Regions from separate parts of the Mus musculus genome. Here regions 2 and 3 are each linked to region 1. Evidence: chromatin contacts called from public Hi-C and HiChIP or PLAC-seq data. All regions are on one chromosome and are shown on one strand. Each heading gives the region's core, a stretch centred on a gene start, on an enhancer-like site or on the middle of the called end of the contact. The rest is flanking DNA. Distances are from core to core; before and after follow the strand shown.

Region 1 (3,540 bases), core at 501-3,000:
ATACAATAAAATTCCCTCCGTGTATATGCTGTTCTGAATATTGGCAAATGCGTAGTTATAGAATTACACCACAATCAAGTTACAGAATTGCCCTAATACCACCCCAAATCCTTGTTTTGTTCATTTATGGTCGACTTCTTCCATCCTACTCAACACTGCTGTGCTGCTCTGTAAGTCTGCTACTAAAAAAACTTTTAGTTAGTTTTGTTAGTTGAGTAAATGAACAATTGAATAAAAATAATAATAAATGAAAAATTAAAATACAGGAAAGAAGTAAAACTAGGCAAGAGTGGGTAGGTTTAGAATGACCTCTAGGCGTACTTCTAATTTCTGTCAGTAGATGGCAGTAGAAGCCAATGCCCATCTAGAAACCCTCCAAAAATAAAAGCCGCATTTTGGGATAACCTATTATAGGCAAGACACTTTATTAAGGGTCTATCGAGGTGGGAGAAGGAGGGTGATTAAAATCTAAAGATAAATAGAGGAAACCTTTGAGTAGGGATGTACTGTGTGTTTCAAATGTGCTAAAGGACCAGTTTTTACATATCTAAACTCTGTAGCAAGCAATGGGGCTTGAGAGAGGCAGAAGATGGAAGAGCAGGTAAGGGCCATCCTACAAGGTAGGATGATGATAAAGCATCAGTTAACTGAGTCTTTCTACAATACTTACATGGATCAAAACACTACATTTCATCCCACAAATGATATGCACAATTATACACTTAGCTAATTATAATACTCACTCACTTGGGAGATTATATTAAAATATGTCCTAATGTAAGTACAAAGTAATCGGTTATGTCTTTAAAATTTTTTTAAAATTAAATTTGCTTATCTATCTTTTTATATGTGTGTGTGTTGTCCCCTGGTGTGCATTTGAAACTTGGAGAAGTCAGTTCTATCTTCCTACCATGAGGGTTTGAGGAATCAGATAGGTTATCTGGCTTGGCGCCAAGTGCCTTTACCCACAGAGCCAAGAGCCACCTCACTGGCCCCCATGTTTCTTTGACACTGTACTCTTGCTCTTTTCTTCCTAGATAGAGTCTTGAGATGAAGCGTAAGCTTGCTCACAATCCTTTGGGCTCAGCCTCCTGAGGGTTGGGATTATAGTTGTCTACCACCAACCTGCCCTGGATTCACTTCTCAAAACCAACTCTAGACAGAATTACAGGGACAGAATGTGACTTCTGCTGCTCCGACCTCAGTGAGTTTGCTGTAGTTCTTCTAGAGGTCCAGACCTTTTCTTTTCTGATTTCCTCTGCGGTCTCTCTAGAGGTGCATGGGGAAGAGTTGGGCTCTCCTCTATCACCCGTCCTCCATCTGTAGTAACTACCTGGGCTAAGCAGACACAGGAGAGAGAAAAGAGGTGAGGGTTATCCTATAATCTTGCCACCAGGCTTCCTCTGGGGGTTCAGGGTGCTTATAGAGTGGTCTGGGATCTTCCATTTTGTCTTCCCCGTGTGCCAGCCTGAGGATGGCAGAAATTCAGGCTGCGGAAACTCTAGTTCTCAACCTGTGGGTCACGACCCCTTGGGGGGGGGTCACGGATACCCTACATATCAGGCATTTACATTACAATTCACAACAGTAGCAAAATTACATTTATGAAATAGCGACGAAATACACTCATGGCTGGGAGGTGGTCACCATAGTGTGAAGAACTGTGTAAAAGGGTCTCAGCATTAGGAAGATTGAGAACCACTGCTTGGTTGTAAGCCATCACCAGGTGGCAGCAGAAAACCGTGAAATCACAAGATTCGGATTTTGCCCCCTGAGTCGTGGACCGGAAGGGTTGAGGGAAGAGGGGTGGATAGTCAAGAGGAATCCGTTATCCTTCTTGTTAATGTCAATGATTCCTGCTACCTCACCAATGAAAGTGTCAGCCTGGGTTTGTTCTCCACACAACCATAGAATAAAATTATTAAAGCATCCTATTGGAATCCTGAAAGAACCCGATCCAGAGCAAAGTCCCACTCTTAATCTCGGCATACCAGCTAGCACAAACTAACTGAGTAACAGACATTTAGACCTGGGATGGATATTTGGGGAAGAAAATGACAAGAAAGAGGGAAGAGTCAATAAAACCAAAGCTGTGCTGCTTCCCGAAGGAGCCTTGGGCCATTGTCTCCTGTTTTCAGTAACAGAAGCCGGAGGCCCAGTCTACACTGGCTGCGGAAATCTGTTCTTGGCTCCCAGTCTCTTAGCAAAGCCCGTGAGTCCTCTGGAGGGCGAAGTGTGGAGAAGTCTGGATGAGGTTTTTTTTCGGCCCACTGACTCTTTTCCTTCCTGAGCAGCTGAAGAATTCTGATGTGGTTTTGTGGTTTTACAGTAAGCGTCCCGGCTCTTGTGGACACAGTGTGCTTTCAGTTTCTGAAAGTGAGTCAGATCGACTTTCCTCTTAGGAGTAAGAGTGACCCTTGCTCAAAAGGGCACTATGACTAGAAAGACGAAGCAGCTGAGGCCACCGGTGCCGGAGTGCTTGCGTTAGAGCAGTCGCTGGTTTCTGGGTCTTATGGGTAATTTTTTTTTTTTTTTTAAGGTGAACTGTTGAGATCTTTTTGCCCATCGTGAGTGACACTGTTGATGCGGTCTAGAAAAGGACTCAGAGTTTCATTTGATCAGCTAGTCATGACAAGGGCGTTTCCAAGTGGGTTAGTTGTTGTCATTATGCTTTTAAGTCTCTTGCCTATTAGAAAGCTCATGATACTGAGCCATTTGACCAGAACGGGTGACATCTTCGAGGCCCATTGAGTGTGAAGAGCCAGCCAGTAAACAGAAGGTTTCTTGGGGTCTAGCTTTCTTTCATGGTTCCCCTTCCAGTGATTTTTTTTTTTCATGAAAATACGTAGGTGGCACCTCCTCTGGCAGCTGCTATGCTTTCCTCAAGCATGTAAATGACACGTTGTGACGTATGTCGTCACCTTCATAGCCTCGATGAGCACTGTCAGTTCACTGTGGCATTTCTTCTTGTTGAGATTCTTCTCATTCTACGTTTCGGCCAGCGACTCCCACGGGTGACACAGGGATGCTGGGCACTCAAGAGGAAACCTATTTGCATGTCTGTTCTAGAATTTCAATTTAACATCGCTCCTTGGAGTCTGAGTCATGGCAGGACCACCTCGGGCAGACTGTGGTTCTTTCTTTAAGAGTTAAACCCACCTGATGCTGAGAAGGAGCAAGAGATCATACTCTCCATCAATCCAGCCCTGACGAATCTTTGCTGCCTATGCCTTGCAGAGTCTATGTTGGAAGGCAAGAGAGAAAGAGACAAAGAGCAGCCAGGTTGGGGGGTGGGGGAGAGGAGACAGTAATTAACCACTCAGCTATTCAAGACTTCTGCATTTTGTAAGGGTATAAAACTTGCTCCTACCTCACAAAGGAGAATTTCCCACTACTTTCAGGTACTTGGCCTGTCACTGGCAGTCCTTAGGAACTACACAGTAGCATATGCTGGAGCACACTAGGTTTAGCAGAGGGACATACGAAACCGCTGTGCCGTGCGAGATCCGGCAGGTGGTAGCTCCGTAAACCTCTTTCTAT
Region 2 (3,576 bases), core at 7-2,506, 540 kb after region 1:
TGGGGTGAATAGCACCTCACATCCTTATTGCAAGCATTAACTTAGATGATATGTTCCTTGGCATATGTGCATGGCAATGGATGGCCACTCTTGTGATTCCAGTATTAACCACTGTTGTGACTACTACAGTACTGATTTTAATCCACTGGTCTACCACTTATCAAAATTCTTTTCATTTATCTATTCACTTAACTTCACTTTGGATATATATATACATACATATACATATACATACATATATATATATATATATATATATATATGCACTTTCCTAACGAATTTAACTTCAACAATCAAGTTGAGTAAAGCTAACAGTTCTGCAAATGTTTTGATAGGGGACAACTGTCAAACTCTTATTTCCAGTTTCTTTGAGTACATGCTAGTTCTTATTTTTGTCTGATATACATATATATATATATATATATATATACACATATGTATATGATCTTGATTTATTTATTATCATATATATTCTTGCTGAGTTTTAAACACATTTTTATCAAATGTTTGTGTTTCTTTTTTTTAAATAAAGCTTATTCTTGTAATTAACTGCATCAGTTCTTAGCATGACTTCAAATATATTTCTGAACACATTCAAGAAATTGATTTTTTATAAAGTTACTGACTACCAATTTCCATTTCTTTTTTTTTTTAAGATTTATTTATTTATTTATTATATGTAAGTACACTGTAGCTGTCTTCAGATACTCCAGAAGAGGGCATCAGATTTCATTACGGATGGTTGTGAGCCACCATGTGGTTGTTGGGATTTGAACTCGGGACCTTCAGAAGAGCAGTCGGTGCTCTTAACCACTGAGCCATCTCGCCAGCCCCATGTCTGTGTTTCAATGACTTGAGCCAAAGTGACGGAACATTTTTGGTTATATTGATAAATGAAAATAAGGAACTTGTATTGTTAATTATGTGAGAGTCCCATCCCAACTCGAAAACGTGTGTGTCTGGGCTGGGAATCCTCTAACGTGAAAGGGAGGCTGAAACGCCTTCTGCGACCCGGTCCTGGCACTCTGCCCTTGGCTATCATCCATTTAATCTGTCTAAGGGGACACCAAATATTGGCTGCAAACACCTCCATTCCTATTAGGAAGAAGAAATGAACCAGCATTTATGAGCCACCCTGTCTTGAACACAGTAGGGAGCTGGCAAAGGCTCAAAAACAAGTGTCTGGGATTGGGGAGAGAGACACGCCCCGCCCCCCTCCAGGAACAACTGTCACTCAGAAGGAGGTGGGAGGAGCTGTGTACACAAGGAGCTCTTGCCAGTCCCTAGGGTAGCCGCAGCTCACAAGCATAGCAAGCTTCATTAATGCATGCAGTGCCTTACACAAATGGAGTATTGTTAGACCGATTGTATAGAAGAGACAAGCTTAAAGAGGCTAAGTATTTCCCAACGTTGCTGATTGACGGAGTATATCTGGATTCTGTCTACTCAAAAACACATTGAGAAGGAATGTTGGTTCATTCGATCAGCACGTATTAAATTACTGTCGGGCATTTGACCAACTCTAAGCTTGGCTGAAAGGAGGAAAAACTAATCGAGTGAAGAGCTGACTATGAGCGCCACTCATATTCAAGAGGCTCACAGTCTGGTAGGGAGGTGGAAAAACTGAAGTAAGGCATCCACAAAACTTTCACAAAGGAGCAAAGAAATAAAGCTGAAGGAAACGAGCATTCCGTGAATGTTTTCGCTAGTTTGACTGGCTCAGGGCAGTAAGCAACCACTAGGTGGCGATATATCTACAGGAAAAAGAAAACTGCCTTTCCTTAGCTAGAGGTGTAAGAGACGGCTGAGATCTTCATTGGTTAAAGTTGCTCCAGTGTATGAGGGGAGCAAAAGCAGTTTGGTCATAGTTAATATGGTTCCTGGGAGCTGAAACACCTCAAGTCCCAATTTTACAAAACTGAACTAACGGAAGGCCCACTGGGGCTGGGTACAGTTACTCCTGCAACTTACCCGATGCCCCAGCTTCTCTTCCTGACACAAGCACTCTTGATCTCCCCACTCTCGTTTCCCACCTTCTAGATTCAAGAAAAGATCGCTATTTGAAAGGACCTTTTAGTCTAGTGAGTGAAGGATGACGAGCTTGGAAAGCCCTCGGGAACTTCTCCGCCAACTTTTCCCATTTTATGGGGTGAGCAGCTCAAGAGTCCAGACAGAAACAACTCCATGACGATTCCGCTTCTAGGGCACTGCCATGGACTTACTGTAGGGTTAGAGAATAGAGCTCAAAGGGCTAAGAGTACCCAGACATAGGAGCGCAAAGACATGAGGTTACAATGAGAGGCCAGGAGAGAACTAGATCTGACAGAGAGGTGATGTGACAAAACACAAGTGGGTGGGTGGGGGGTGGTAACAGACAGGAGGAAGACATGAAGCAGGGGAAAGGAGCAGGGCAAACCAGGACTCCCAGGCTCTCTAGTAGGATGGCAGTTCTTGTGTTTGTTTGCCTTACCAAGGTAAAACGTCATGTACACCAGTGAGAAACAGAGAACAACGTTCGTCAGTGTGTTGCTAAAGAGGTCGGTCAATATAATCTGGATGACTCTCGTACACCAATAGCCACATATGGTGCTTCCAAAAACATCAAAGCTGAGTCCGATGATTATGTGTAACTCTAAACATAAAAGAAAGGAGAGAAAGGGGAGAAAGAAAAACGTGAGTTAACCATCTGGGTTTTGGCTTGTTTGTCTGTGTTGTTTTGTTTTTTTACTGACTGCACTCTGGTTTGTAAACAGGGGGCCTGTTCTTCCTCAGGCAGAGTGCCCTGTGAGAGTCTGATAAATCTACTTAATGTAGACTTCCCCAGGGATGTAAGTGAGCCCCCACTTACACGCTGGTAAACAATCCCAATGAAACTCCTTAGGTCACACACAGAAAGACATTAGACAGGAGGGCTGGCTGCAGAGAGGAACAAGGAGTGTGGGGAAAGAGACAGGAGAGACTAACAGGAGTGGATACGATTGAAACACATCATGAAAGCATAACTAAGCCCGTTACATGGTTAATGCGTGCTAATAAGCCATTTTAAAATTATCTACCTGATTTCCACCAACACTTCCTTATGCTTTTGGTCCTCCCCACCCCCTCTTGCAGCTACCACAAATGTGTCCCCAGGGCTCATGTCTCCCCTTCACGCTGTGCTGATTCCTGCCATTCTTCTCTAGCTACTAACGAGACATCTAGAAACCTGTCAGGGGAATGTATTCCGCATCCCAGGCACCATTAGCCACACAAATCTGGCTGTTGTCCCCCTAGGATTGTTTTACCAATATGCATTAGTTGTTTGCCTTCACCCTCAGATCTAAGACCACGCACAACTCTTAGCATCCACCAACTGAGATACATGCTGATCCCAGCTAGAGGGATAACCTGGGCCGGATGATGCAATTGGTCTATGTGTGTATGCATGCTGAGGGACAAGAGATGGGTCTTTTTAATTATTTCTTTTCCTTCTTTTCTTTTTTTTTTTTTTAGATTGTAAAATTATATCATTTCCTCCTTCCCTTTCCTCTTTCCATCCCTCCCATATACCCCAGTTTGCCTATTACAGATCAATCC
Region 3 (3,197 bases), core at 473-2,972, 560 kb after region 1:
GTCTCCATTCCACATAGCTTCAAACAGGGGCTCGATTGGAGACTCCATTTCCAAGATGTCTCCTTCATGATCTGGGCAATGGCTGGATGAACAGAGCACAGTCAGAGCTGCAGGCTTGAGCCTCAGTTCCTTTCCTTGTTTGTCTCCCCACAGACTGGCTTCTAGGGCAGTATCTTAAGAGACTGAGGCAGAAGCCAAATCAACCTCTTATAACCTAGCATTGGAAAAGACATGGAACCATTGTCAACTATAGTCATGGGCTCCCTGGATTCAAGAGAGACCAGAAACTTGCATTGCTACATTAGAAATGATGGGACCACACAGTAAGAGGAGGAGTGTCTGTAATGGGAGATTAGGTTTGCCTGTACAACATATTAGATGAACATATTAGATGAACACTAGAGTAACTGTGAGCCTTTTACAATACTTTTTTCCCAAACATAAACAGTGTACTTTATTAAAAACAAAACTGTAACACAATAACTTAGGAATGACAAATCAAATAACATAACAAGATACAGACAAAACTAATGAAGAGACATTGCTTCAGCTCACACTAGTGATCTCCTTAAACTGGAAAAGCTGCTAGTCTAGTGGTTCTGGCCTGATCTGCACAATACATGAGTGCAGAATTGGTGCAAAACAAAACAAAAACCTTTGTGTGAAGCCACCTTCAAATAATTGAATGACATCTCTCTAGGACCAGGGCTGGAGCAGAAATGGTTAAAGTGCTATCAGTGTTAAGAACTACAGGTCTAAAGTAATATTAAAAAATGTCCTCAAAACAAAATCAGTAAACTGACCAGATCATTTCTTTCATCTCAGAAAAGGGAGGAGGGTCGGGCAGCTGCTTCCTACTGTTCTCTATCCATTGTTTGGCTAGATTCGTTGCCTGTACTGTTTTAATAAACAGCAAATAGCGAAAGGTAAAACAAGCTACCCAAAAGGAAGTTCTCACTAGTTTAAATTTACACTCTTGTAAAACAAGGTTAGCTTTCAGAAACAATCTCACATTTTAACTTTGCATCGATACTCGTCTCCTATTTGTTCCACCAAGGGGATCCAATAAGATGTACTAGCAAGAATTTATTAGCCTCAGCTGTATAAACGTATTCATTCCATGCACCACAAATAAGCTTTGTGGTGCAAAGGAACATTTGACAGAACAAGTTCAGAAGACCTGAGTGTTTCCTCTGAAACTGTCAAAACCTCCTTTTCCAATATAAGCATCTTCAAAGTCAAGAGCGTGAACAAAACTTTTTTTCATTAAAAATGCAGACACAAAGTATTTTGCCTGCAGCTGTACCACACCCTGGACAGCTCTCCATTAGGAGATTCAGTAGTTATTTATCCCAAACCCCTTCCTCATTTTTCAGGTTTGAAAAACGGATCATGTCAAGTATGGAAAAGAACTTTTCCTTTAGGTCTCCTCAAATTCAGTGATCCCATTTCTTCAGATCCTTCTGTCAGGACTCCACGTCAATCTCAACTCCTTCATTCTTGTCCTCAAACTGTCAGGCTGTTTGCACTCACATCTTCAAGAGCTGCCAGATCAATAGGCGGCAGAGGGCTCCTCCAATACTGGAATGTATTATACTGCCCAAACTCTTCCTTCTGGCTGTGCACCCGTCTGCTGCTACCTGCGCTCTCTACCCTGTCGCCGCCTCCCGCCGCCCGGCTGACCCGGTGTTCCTCCTGCTCGCCAGGAGGTGGCTCTCGGGCTCCAGGTTGCACCCTGCAGCTCCTGTATGCGGTCCCCGCCGCCGCGTCGCTTGTGGAGCGCAGACGCAGGCTCCGCCCTGGTCCCCCGCGTCCCCCTGGCGCTTGAGGGGCCGAGCCGGTGGGACCCAGAGCGGCGGCTCCTCGGGGAAGTCGCTGGGCAGGAGCCGCTTCCAAGGCACGCGGAACGTGAGCGGCTCAGCCGCACGCCGCTTGGCCATGGGCCAGGGATGGGGCTCGCGCGGGCGGAGATTCGAACCTGTGCCCTTTTACAATGTTTAATGTTAAAACATCAGTTTGACATCTAGAGCGTGAAAAGTTAGACACTAGGTCAGTTCTGGCATATGATAAAAGTTCTATCATACGAGGCATAAAATGAGAAAACGTGTAACATAAAATTCTGTAATGAAGCTTCATTTATTCGGATCATACTGTCACCACGTAGCCCTACTTTTTGGAGTTAAAATGTCTTTTGTTACATGACAGTGATAACAGGCAGCAGTTGCTATTTTAATGTTACATTAATACCATACCTTTATATTTTTACATTTTTATGACCAATGAAACACAAAACCTAAAGAACTACCAACTAGAACTGATCATAACATTAAATTGCCTCCCTTTCAAATACTGTGGAGGCGTTCCTGAACTGTTAAGTGTGTGCTTTTTAAAAAGTCATTAGTCTATGCAAGGTCAGAAAGCACCATGCAGCTAATGAAATCACATCAAACTCACAGCATAAGGGCATCTAAATCTCCTATTGATCTACGTATAAGTCAGTGCAACAATAGGTAATAATTGATATCATCTCTAGCAAAACAGAAGTTATACATACACAGATTTAAGTAAGTATTCAGACCCCACATCAAAGGAGTCTCTGAAATAAGATACAAGGATGCCATGGGGCCACCAGGTCCATGACATTCAGAACTACACAGTTGGGAGCGGGCAGACAGAGAGCCACAATGTTTGCTGTGCGTATGGCTTGTCTGTGGTACACTGACATAGGCAAGGCATAAGCTAAGGTTGGGAGCATTTCTATAATGGTAATCCAACTTCGTAAATGAATGAAGAGGGAGTGAGTTCTGAGTACAAGGTAGGACTAAGCAATTCTAGGTACTGAGAGTAAGGTAGTACTAAGTGCGTCAATTCAACTTCTATTCCCCGACTTACTATTTTACAAGCTCTTTAGGTATGAGGAAGGCCCCCAACAAAAAAGAGGCCTCCTTTCATAAAGGATGTCAACAAAATTGTTGAAAATAAAGGATTTTCAACAAAAATGTCTTCCTTTCATAAAGATCTATATTCATTCACATGGAGAGAGAAGCATGTGAGTAAATTATACAGGACACCGAATGAGGCTAAGTTACACAGGACACAGAATGAGGCTTCTGGCGCTGTAAATGTCCCCAAGAAGGAAAGGTTGGATCTTTGTAATATTGAAGATGGGGATAGTCATAGGGTGGAGAACCACCATT

Evidence for each region. A called contact is a pair of places that touch in the nucleus more often than the background predicts. HiChIP or PLAC-seq counts read pairs in DNA pulled down with a chosen protein or histone mark.
Region 2: a Hi-C map of the HPC-7 cell line shows a contact between it and region 1, with 5 times the contacts expected there. The contact joins two enhancer-like sites. A contact is called at or near these places in 4 of 15 datasets of contacts at CTCF or cohesin (CD8 T cells, large pre-B cells, pro-B cells and 1 more), 31 of 484 Hi-C or Micro-C datasets (the 63-12 cell line, the AML12 cell line, B cells and 18 more), 16 of 115 datasets of contacts at active chromatin or transcription factors (CD8 T cells, Th17 cells, astrocytes and 9 more) and 1 of 9 other capture datasets (embryonic stem cells).
Region 3: a contact with region 1 is called in a BATF HiChIP or PLAC-seq map of CD8 T cells, with 5 read pairs. The contact joins two enhancer-like sites. A contact is called at or near these places in 2 of 15 datasets of contacts at CTCF or cohesin (CD8 T cells and stem cell-derived epiblast-like cells), 2 of 484 Hi-C or Micro-C datasets (nephron progenitors and palatal mesenchyme), 3 of 115 datasets of contacts at active chromatin or transcription factors (CD8 T cells, bone marrow-derived macrophages and embryonic stem cells) and 1 of 9 other capture datasets (embryonic stem cells).

What each region holds. Positions count from the first base shown.
Region 1 is chr1:161,733,856-161,737,395 of GRCm38.p6, reverse strand. No RefSeq gene overlaps it. Among named protein-coding and RNA genes, the nearest start is that of Gm31869, 32 kb to the left of the region's middle. Within about 2 kb of position 1,750, at least 158 of the 459 cell types and tissues checked have an H3K27ac peak or open chromatin away from gene starts, as enhancers often do. A contact at or near this core is called in the AML12 cell line, B cells, CD8 T cells and 10 more, where this site is marked.
Region 2 is chr1:161,193,856-161,197,431 of GRCm38.p6, reverse strand. It overlaps the pseudogene Gm6185. Among named protein-coding and RNA genes, the nearest start is that of Tex50, 36 kb to the right of the region's middle. Within about 2 kb of position 1,256, at least 272 of the 459 cell types and tissues checked have an H3K27ac peak or open chromatin away from gene starts, as enhancers often do. A contact at or near this core is called in the AML12 cell line, B cells, CD8 T cells and 10 more, where this site is marked.
Region 3 is chr1:161,169,421-161,172,617 of GRCm38.p6, reverse strand. Ankrd45 (ankyrin repeat domain 45) reads right to left here. Exons shown (of 8, transcript NM_001368766.1): 8 at 2,111-3,197. It also overlaps the pseudogene Gm51252. Among named protein-coding and RNA genes, the nearest start is that of Tex50, 12 kb to the right of the region's middle. Within about 2 kb of position 1,722, at least 46 of the 459 cell types and tissues checked have an H3K27ac peak or open chromatin away from gene starts, as enhancers often do. A contact at or near this core is called in CD8 T cells, where this site is marked.